Regions from separate parts of the Macaca mulatta genome. Here region 1 is linked to region 2. A link is a contact called in public Hi-C data. All regions are on one chromosome and are shown on one strand. The core of a region is the stretch at or near the end of the contact, and the rest is flanking DNA. Distances in the headings are between cores, read along the strand shown.

Region 1 (4,979 bases), core at 1,158-3,657, 1.1 Mb after region 2:
ACCTGAGATTAAAAACCAGAACGTTATTATTTTATTTTCTTTTTTATATTAATTCTCTCTAGTCTTTTTTCTTTTTCGTTTTGTCTCCTTTCTCAGTGTTTCAGTCCCTCCTTCCCTTTCCCTTCCTTTTTCCACCCCCCCTTTCTTTATAACATTTAAGGAAAAGATATGGTCTGAAAACATTTTCAGCCTAGACTCTGACGAGCCAGAACAGTGCATAGGGTGGCCCCATGATGACCCTTGGGCAGTCTGATGAATCAGGAAAAGCGAAGTCAGATGTGCTACACAGTTCAATGTCTGGCCCACCATCTCATCCTTCTCCAGTAAGAGCCGTTTCACATGTCCCTCCTCTCTCTTATATCCTATTCTCCCAATTTACCATGTATTTGTCCACTTTTTGCCATCCTCTCTTCCCCTACTTCAGTTTAGCTGCCATTATCGTTTGTCTGGAACTCCATCAGCCTCCTAAATGTGTCCCCGGTTGCAGTTTTGCCCAACCCCAATCCATTCTCCCAACTGCAGTCAAATTAATCTTTCTAAAAGGCAAAATTTGGATGATGTCACCTGTGTGCCCATTCAGTGGCTTTACATATCCCTCAGGGTAACGCTTACCAGGGGCCTGAAGGCACATCAGGGCCTACCCCATCTCTCTTGTTACCCTTTCTGCACATTTTCAATAGTGCCTTGTCATCTTCCTAATTGTATTTTGTATTTTTACATACTGTTCTCTCTCTAGAACTGGAAGGATTTACCTCTTCCTGTTCTATCTTGGGTAATGCCTTCTATTTGTAATATCAACTTAGGCATGACCTCTTCCAAGAAGGTTTTTTTAATAACCAAAGGCAAGATTGGGTAACATTTCTACAGGCTGCCCTAGATCTCTGTGCAGTCCATATCACCAGCTCATGGAGTATTGTCTTCTTCTTTCCCATTTACTTCACTTGTATCTCATTTACCATTATACCTCACAATTAGCATGACATGTAGAGGACCTTCATTGATTATTTATTTGGTAAATGACTGTTAAATGAGTGGTATGAAAATAAACGTTCAGCAAAATACTCATAATGTGGCCTATTTATATGTAAAAAAATCTTAAACAAGGACATACATGAACACATACATAAATACAAGATAATTGGAAGACTATATATCACACTGGTTATTATAGTTATACTAAAAATATAAGTCAACTGTACCATTCAATCAGTCAATCAAATGAAATAGATAAATCCTGCTCCCAATCACATCAGTATCTATTCTGTATTCTAAATTTCATATTACCTGGAATTTCAGATGCTTTTGCATATCACTTTCTGAAGTGGCATTTTACTACTGGGATTTGAGCCTTAATTTGATTTCATAATTTACTTTCTACAATTACATGTTAGATTACCATCATGTTCTTAGCCCTTGACTAGGTGCCGTGGTAAAAAGAAATGATTTTACAACTGTTTTTGAATTGCTTACAAACTTCTGGAGAGAAATAATATTAATAGATAGATAAAATTTGGAATTTTTCTACCAGGAGCTGCATACAATTTTATGTAAAATATTAAGAAGTTGGACTTTATATATTTTTATGCCTCTCCCATTCTGCTTCTGACCCTGCAACAGTCTCCTCCGATGTGATGTAGATATTTTGGGGCATATAATCCCAAAGTTAAAAAGATCCTGAAAGGACTTTAGGGAGGTAACAAACCATTGTTTGCCTGAAGGTCTCCTTCAACATTATCACTAAGTAGCTACATTTTCCAGAGTTGAACACTTTCAGTAACAGGAAGTCAGTGCTTCTCAAGAGTTTCCCACTTTGTGCCTCTCCTGTGTTTTCCAATCACACTGTCAAGAATAAGTGCAATTCTTCTTTCCTCATTGACCAGTGACTGTCTGAAGATTGCTATTTTGTTACCTCTGAATCTTTGCTTTTTACTGCAATTTAAAAATCCCTGATCTAGACAGGGATTAGTCCATTTGTAGGGTTGCCTTTTTGGACTCATATACAAGTGTATATATCTCCACAATAATTTTTTTCTTCTGAGATTTTTGCCAGTTCTCACTCACAAAAATATTTTATTGGTTTCTAGTGATCATATATAATTGTGTGTGTGTGTGTGTGTGTGCGCGCGCACGCACACATGGGTGTATGAATATTTGTAGTGAATTTGTGGTAAATGCATTTTGGAAAATTACATTTTTACTCTATTAATTTGATGACAAATAATGCAATCCTGTTTATGTTACAATGTGTTATTCGATTTGAAGTTTGAAAAAAGAGGCAATTGGGAAAAATTACTCAACAAACTTACTGTGAAAATTGACTTTAGTTTTCCTATTACTGTGCTTCAGAAATGCTTCTCTTCCTAAGATCCAGTAAAAGTTCAGAAACTGGGAGATAATTTTGTCCTTGGTAGGGACAGAGTGACACCGTGTGGAATAAAACAGAACAGAGCTACCCCATGAGGTAACACACGCTCTTCCCAGAAGACCGCAATCCAAAACAACTGAAAACAAACCAGCTCTTCAAGTAGCTCACCTAGTTATTTTTCCTAAATTTGCCTTAAATTACTTATTGAAAATGTGAACCAGCAGCAAAGTGAAAAAGCTCACCAAGAGGGCACATGCAATTAGAGTGGAACTCATAAGATTTTTTAAGAAGTATTTTATACTCTGCATTAAAAATAAGCTTATTTATTTGCTGTATATCTTATCTTTTAGAAAGATGCTTGTTCATTCAAAGGGGCTTACCAAATATTAATCGAGTAAAAGATGGTTTGCTATTTATTTGTTTATTCATTATATAAACCACTTCCAAAGAAGAGGTTTCCCTCCTTCCCTCCCTTCCTTCCTTCCTCCTTCCCTCCCTTCTTTCTTTCCCTTATGAGGCTCTAAAAACAAATTACAACTCAATGGCAATTCAAATGTCTTTAACTCAATTTCTTTAAAGAAGAGTGCCTGGAACGAGATAACATGATGAGCCACTGCCGTCAACAGCAAAGCTAACAGATACGTACCAATAAGATTTGCACGGTCATTTAATATATTTTGTCATAGTATGAGTGGTTGGAGGAACAAGAGATGTTTGACACAGAAAAGTGTCAATACGTGTTAGGTATGTTATGTTTTTATTAATGTCTTCAGGCCTTTCTTAAAAAAGAGGGTCGATTTATTCTGTGATAAACAGGTAGTATTTATGGGGGGTGAAACATTTTAGCAAATTACAAGAAGTAAATTTTACACATGAAGAAGACCTGTGTGAAATGTAAATGGTCTGCCCCGTCCAATGCCAACTCTAATTAATTGCTAATAGCTGCCTTGAGTACTATGCCTCTAAGGATCTGAGGTCATGTTCTGGCTCAGTGGGTAGTTCTATATTTGAATAGCAAGGCTGGCCTTGTGCACAAAGGTGAAGGAATTGGGGCGTATATATTGGGTGTCACCCTTTCTGGCCTAGAGAATACTTGATAGAAATGGGCTTCAGTGGAAAAACTAAGGGACAGAATAGCTTCAGTTTTAGCTTGGCCACGTACGTTGTATAAATTTTCCAAGCCTATTGTCTTCATCTCTAAGCATAGTGCAATAATCCTTATATGGTTGTTGTGGACGTTTAAGTTGTAAAATAATATGTCAAAAGCAACTAATGCAGAAATGCTTATAAATGATCTTGTGATATGTACTAATAAATGATAACTATCATTATTCCCTTGTTCTTTTTTTTTGCTAATTGGGATCATACCTTTAACGTAACGTTTTCTAAAAGTAAATTTCTAATTTCCCTTTGAATTACAGTGATTTTCTTATATGCTTATGGTTATTAGGCATAGGTAAACATTTTGCAATAAATAAAGATGAAGAGATCTAAGAAGGAAAAATGGAACCACAACATTATAGTATTAGAGAAGCCATCAGAAAAAAGTTTCAAGAGAATGGTCAATATTATAAAATGCTGCAGAGGAACATGAAGAAAAAAGACTAAAATCATAATGATGTGGACTTGATAATTGGAAATACCTGATAATCCCAGAGAATGAAATTGCTATAGTGAAATATATAGGAGGTAAAATGTGATTCACCGACAACATAATGAGTAAGGAGAACATGATATGACAAAATATTATTAAATGACTTTTTCTTAGGTTTTCTATCAGAAGATTTTCTGTTGCACAGACATGAAGAAGGTATTTGGGGAATAAAACATAAAATATATTATTATTTCAGTTATCACACAAAGCTCAGATCAATTCCCCTAATTTGTTGATAAATGGTAAATGCAAAATGACCTATATCTATATGTCTTTTCTGATCTGAAATTGGAAAACATGTTTTTATTAAGAATTTTTTTTTTTGAGACAGAGTTTCACTCTGTTGCCCAGAGGCCCAATCTTGGCTCACTGCAAGCTCCACCTCCCGGGTTCACACCATTCTCCCGCCTCAGCCTCCCGAGTAGCTGGGACTACAGGCACCCGCCACCACGCCCAGTTAATTTTTTGTATTTTTAGTAGAGACGGGGTTTCACCTTGTTAGCCAGGATGGTTGCGATCCCCTGACCTCGAGATCCGCCCGCCTTGGACTCCCAAAGTGCTGGGATTACAGGCGTGAGCCACTGCGCCCGGCCAAGAAAAATCTGTTAAAAGAGCAACTGTAGAGGTGCAGATATTTCTATCAGTTCTCCCATAATTGCAGCTGGCACCTTTTATATAAGAGGAGCTCAGGAGACACTATTTTGAGACCTTATCAGCCTTCCCACAATTGTGTAATGCTGGAACAATGTGTTTGGGGGCCTGGTGCCAGGCACCAGCGATATCGAGGTGGGGAGAGAAAAACAGAAGAAAGTTAAGGGCAGAGTACTTATCATGTGGGCATACTATATTGTTGAAGCTAGACCGCACAGGGTTGGCAAGGAGGGGAAAAGACATTACAAGTGCACTGATACATGCCATCCTTTCTCTTTCTCTTTTCCTTATTTTCTTTTTTGAGACAGA
Region 2 (4,755 bases), core at 1,889-4,388:
GAGGCTTCAATGCCAGGTACTTTGTTCTAAGTGAGTCATTTAAGTCCCAGCTAATGGATACCATTAAGAGTTCATTATCATGCTAATAGCAATCAACACTGTGAAGGGGTGGGAACCTCAGCCCATCAAGTGTCCCTTCGCTGCACTTGGTCTCCTCGCCCCCCTCCCCACCCCTCCTGGGCGCCGCCTCCCCTCCGCTCAGACCTGGGACAATGGCATCTGCTTTGGATAAGACACGGAGCTGGCCGTGCCCGACCGCCACGTCAGGCCGGTGCTGACGTCGCTGTAGAGAGAGCCCGCGCCACCGCCTGGTCCCCCGCCGCCGGGCCCCCCGCCGCCACCGCCCCCCGGCCCGCCGCCGCCCCCAGCGGCCGTGGCGCCCGCGCCCCCGCCCACTGCGGCGCCCTTACTGGCCCAGCAGCAGCGGGTGCACAGGGAGCGCCAGGACTCCAGCGTCTTGCCGGACCAGACCCACACGCCCGAGGTGATGCCCACCACTAGGCACATGAAGTACTTGAGCATGAAGACGGCGTAGTCGGGCCTGCGCGCCTGGTCAGGCTGTAGGTCCCGCAGGCACGGGCAGTTGTGCGTGGCCTCCCAGCGCGGGCGGTTGTGCTGCTCGTAGAAAAGGCAGGCGACCACCACTGCCGCGGGCACGGTGTAGAGCACGGTGAACAGGCCCAGGCGGATCATCAGCTTCTCCAGCTTGTGCGTCTTGGTGGGGCCGTCCTGCTGCTTGATGACTGAGCGGATGCGGAAGAGCGACACGAAGCCGGCCAGCAGGAACATGGTGCCAATGAAGAGGTAGATGACCAGCGGCGCCAGCACGAAGCCGCGCAGATTGTCCAGGCTCTGGTTGCCCACGTAGCAGATGCCCGCCACTGGGTCGCCGTCCACCGAGCTGAGCGCCAGCACCGCTATGGACTTAACGCTGGGCACGAGCCATGCGGCCAGGTGAAAGTACTGCGAGTAGCCGGCGATGGCTTCGTTGCCCCACTTCATGCCGGCCGCCAGAAACCACGTGAGCGACAAGATCACCCACCAGATGGAACTGGCCATGCCGAAGAAGTAGACTAGCAAGAAGACCACGGTGCACAGCGCGGGGCCGGTGGTCTCATAGCGCACGTGCTGCTCCACCGCGCCCAGCTCCTCGTACTCGCCGCGCCCGCCCGGGCCGCCCGCGCCCGCGCCCGCCGCGCCCGCGCCCGCCGCCGCGCCGCCCGCGCCCCCCGCGCCCCCCGCGCCCGGCGCGCCGCCGCTGCACGCCACCTTCTCGTGGCCCGCCACCAGGCGCACTAGGTAGCCCACTGACACGAAGAGGTAGCAGGCCGAGAGAAAGATGATGGGCCGCTCTGGGTACTTGAAGCGCTCCATGTCAATGAGGAAGGTGGAGACGGTGGCGAAGGTGGACACGAAGCAGAGCACCGACCACAGGCCGATCCAGAAGACCGTGAAGGCGCGCTCGTCCTGGCTGAAGAAGGGGTTGTGGCAGGGCAGCGCGCAGTTGGCGATCTGGCCTGTCTTGACGCGGTTGTAGAGCGGGTGGCGCTCGCTGGACACGCTCACCATGGGCGCGCGGCATTGGCACCCGGGCTCGCAGGGAGCCGCGCCGCCGCCAGGGGGCCGCGCCTTCCCGCCACCGCCGCCACCGCGAGCTGGGGGCGCCGCCGCGTCCCCGCCGCCACCGCCCCTGCCGCCGCCGCGGTGCGGGGGCCTGGCCCCCGGCGGGCGGCCGTGGCCGCTGCCCGAGGGCGGCTGCTCGCCGGGCGGCGGCGGCGGCAGGCGGCGCGGGGGGCTGGGCGCGGCGGTGGTGAGGTCGGTGCGGTTGTAGTCCATGCACAGCGTGTCAGGGTTGCCCTGTTCGGGCAGCCGGTCGCAGCGCATGCGGTCGGGCCAGGCGAAGCCGTACTGACGCATGAGCGGCGCGCAGCCGGCCTTGGCGCGCTCGCACACCGAGCGGCAGGGCGGCAGCGGCTTCTTGTAGTCCTCCAGGCAGATGGGCGTGTACATGCTGCACAGGAAGAACTTGAGGTCGGGCGAGCACTGGATCTCCACCAGCGGCCAGAACTGGTGCACCTCCAGGCCCGCCTCGTCCTGCGTGTCGTGGTTGAACTGGTTGGGCATGTAGGTGTAGTTGTAGCCGATGCCCTTACACAGCGGCACGGTGATCTCTTGGCACGCCAGCTCCTTGGCCGAGGCGGCCGCCGCGCCGCTAGAGCGCTGCAGCAGCGCTAAGGCGGCCAGCAGCGAGGTCACTTCCAACAGGTAACCCCACTCCATGCTGTGCGCCTCGGCCCGGTGCCCTCGCCCTCCAGGCGGCGCTCAGAAGGGTGCCGGAGGGGAGGGGGCACGAGAGAGCCGGAGACGGGGAAAGCCGGTGATCTGGGATCTCCCTTATGCCTCGCCCGGGAGAGGAGTCTGCTGATAATCTAGCCCCTCGTAGGGGCGCGTCGCAGCCTCGGCAGGGCCCTTCCGCACTCCTTTCCGCCGCTCCTGGGATTTGAAGGCGGTCGCAGGCGCGCGCCACAGTCCGAAGGTCCTCTCTGCTCGCCCCAGGTCGCGCTCAGCCCTCGCGGCGCAGAGCGTCCGGGCTTCGGCTCATCGTCCCGCGCTCGCTCGCCTCCTCTCCGCGCGCCCGACCACTTCTCCCCGCCGCGCTGGGCGGCGGTGACTCCGCCGGGCACAGAGGGCGGCGGCGCTGCAAGTTTCCTCTCGGGCCGCGGTGCGCAGTCAAGATGGCTGGGCCCGGCCGTTCGCCGCGCCGGGTCAGCCCTGGAGGCCACCGCTTAGCCCCCGGGGGCTCATGCCCGCCCCCAAGGCCGCGCCACCGCCGCCGCCGGAGTTGGGGACCCGCCTCGGCCCAGGCCGCCGCCCTCTTTCTCCGGCGTCCGTCCTTCGTCCGTCAGCCCCCTGGACAGACGGACCCCCGCCACCAGGAAAAGTCAGCGCCGCGCTCCGTCCGCAGTCGGGCGAGGCGCACGCAGTCTCCTTCCTGCTGGACACCCAGGAGCAAATCCAGACCGGAAGGCGGAGCGGACACCTGAGTGGCGCGGCCCGCGCCCAGCCGCCGCCGCCGCCTCCTCCTCCTCCTCGGCGGGAGCAGCGCCCTTCGCCCAACTTCCCGGCTCCAGCCCCGCTCAAGCCGCGCGGCCGGCTCATGAATATTTATACAGCGCGGACTCGGTCTCCGCCCCCAGCCCCGCGAGCCAATCGCCGGGCGGCGGGGCGGAGTCCACGCGCTCCCAGGGCTCAGCCTTCCTTAAGGCAGTCCCCGAGTGTCCGCACCGCTGTGCGCGTTCTCTGCGGATGGAGAGTTTTGGTAACCTTGGGATTGGCCGCAGAGACAGAGTGTTGGCCACGGCTGTCCCCATGGCGCTGAGTGCGTCTGAGGTCTTGGTGCCCTTTCCCCGAGTCTGCCCTTGGGGACAGGGACGGGGTTTGGTGTAGCGCACGCCTCTTCGCCGCGTTTCAAACCAGCCAGGCCCCTGCTGCCACCCTCCGCGAATGCGGGTGATCTGCGGGCGGCGGGGGTCTCGCACTCCTCCGGGCGGCGCGGAGGTCCCGCAGCAGGCGAGTGCAGGGGAGGCCTGCCGGGGCGGTCTGCCGGGGCGGTCTGCCGGGGCTTGGCGCTGCAGAAGACCCGGGAACGGGTGTCCTCCTTGGGGTTCTCAGAACGATGGTTTCTGAGGCTTGGAGATGTGGGGGTTGGGGGGGGAGGAGTGGAGTCATTCTAAACTGGAGCTGGACCCAGGACGGCCCAGGTGAGATGCCCCGGAGCCCAGCCTTGGGCGCGCGAGGGGCGCGGGGGACAAATGCCCGCCTGAGACTTTTCTCCCGCCTCCGCTGCGTGACCCGGGGGAGCCTCAGTTTCCCCACCTCGAGAGTTGGGTGATCATAGCACAGATCTCTAAGGGGGCTTTGATAATTAGGTGAGATAAAATATAGAAAGCCCCGGGACGCCGTGCTTTCTTAGGAAAAAACATTCTATTTCTTTTTAAAAATCAAAACAAACCCCGAAACTTATAAATAGGACAGACTGGAAACTCTGGGGCTGGATTCCCTGCCTTCGCTTGGTTCTTTCAGGACGTCTATTCATCCATCCCAAGTTCACAGGCTTTTGCCAGAGCCTCCTTTTCTCTGGTGGGAGGCGGCGCTGCGCTCTGGCGCGGACTCCGGGACACGTATCTGCGCTCTGCACGAGGCCGGAGCCGGACCCGGGCTGCTTTTAGCAGCCGCTTGGGCCACCGCCAGCGAACACGGTCCCCGCCGGCTCCGCAGCCACCTTAAGACCGACCGGGAGGGGGGCTGCGGGCGGCCCGGGCCGGCGGCCTGGCAGGTTCATTTACGCTTGTTAGGGCGTCCCAGGGGGCTGTCTTTCTCCTGGAATGGAGTGTTTATTTTTTAATTGATGTGCTGTTTCATTTAGCGCTTGTATGGAACTCATGCTGGGGCAGTAATTACTGTAATCTCGGGAACAAGCATTTCAGTTAGCCAGGAGGGTGGTAGAATATGTTTCTCTCTCTCTCTCTCTCTCTCTCTCTCTCTCTCTCTCTCTCTCTCTCTCTCTCCCCCCCCACCACCACCTCCCTCCCTCCCTCCTCCCTTCTCCCCATCTCCGTCTCCCTCTTCCTCCCTCCCTCTCTTCTGTCTTCTTCCCTCTCTCTCTCCCCACCTCTTCTCTCTCTCTCTCTCCCCCTCCCTCTCCCACCTCTTTCTCTCCCTCCTCCCTTCTCCCCTTCCCCTTCTCTCTCTCCT

The links. A called contact is a pair of places that touch in the nucleus more often than the background predicts.
Region 1: a contact with region 2 is called in a Hi-C map of fetal cortex germinal zone, with 3 times the contacts expected there. The contact joins the enhancer-like site here to the promoter of FZD8 in region 2. A contact is called at or near these places in 4 of 14 Hi-C or Micro-C datasets (fetal cortex germinal zone, fetal cortical plate, fibroblasts and 1 more).

What each region holds. Positions count from the first base shown.
Region 1 is chr9:38,175,329-38,180,307 of T2T-MMU8v2.0, forward strand. No RefSeq gene overlaps it. Among named protein-coding and RNA genes, the nearest start is that of FZD8, 1.1 Mb to the left of the region's middle. Within about 2 kb of position 2,408, at least 9 of the 40 cell types and tissues checked have an H3K27ac peak or open chromatin away from gene starts, as enhancers often do. A contact at or near this core is called in fetal cortex germinal zone and fetal cortical plate, where this site is marked.
Region 2 is chr9:37,044,172-37,048,926 of T2T-MMU8v2.0, forward strand. It overlaps FZD8 (frizzled class receptor 8), which reads right to left and starts at 3,139. Exons shown (of 1, transcript XM_015146845.3): 1 at 1-3,139. The coding sequence starts at 2,280. The coding sequence ends at 199.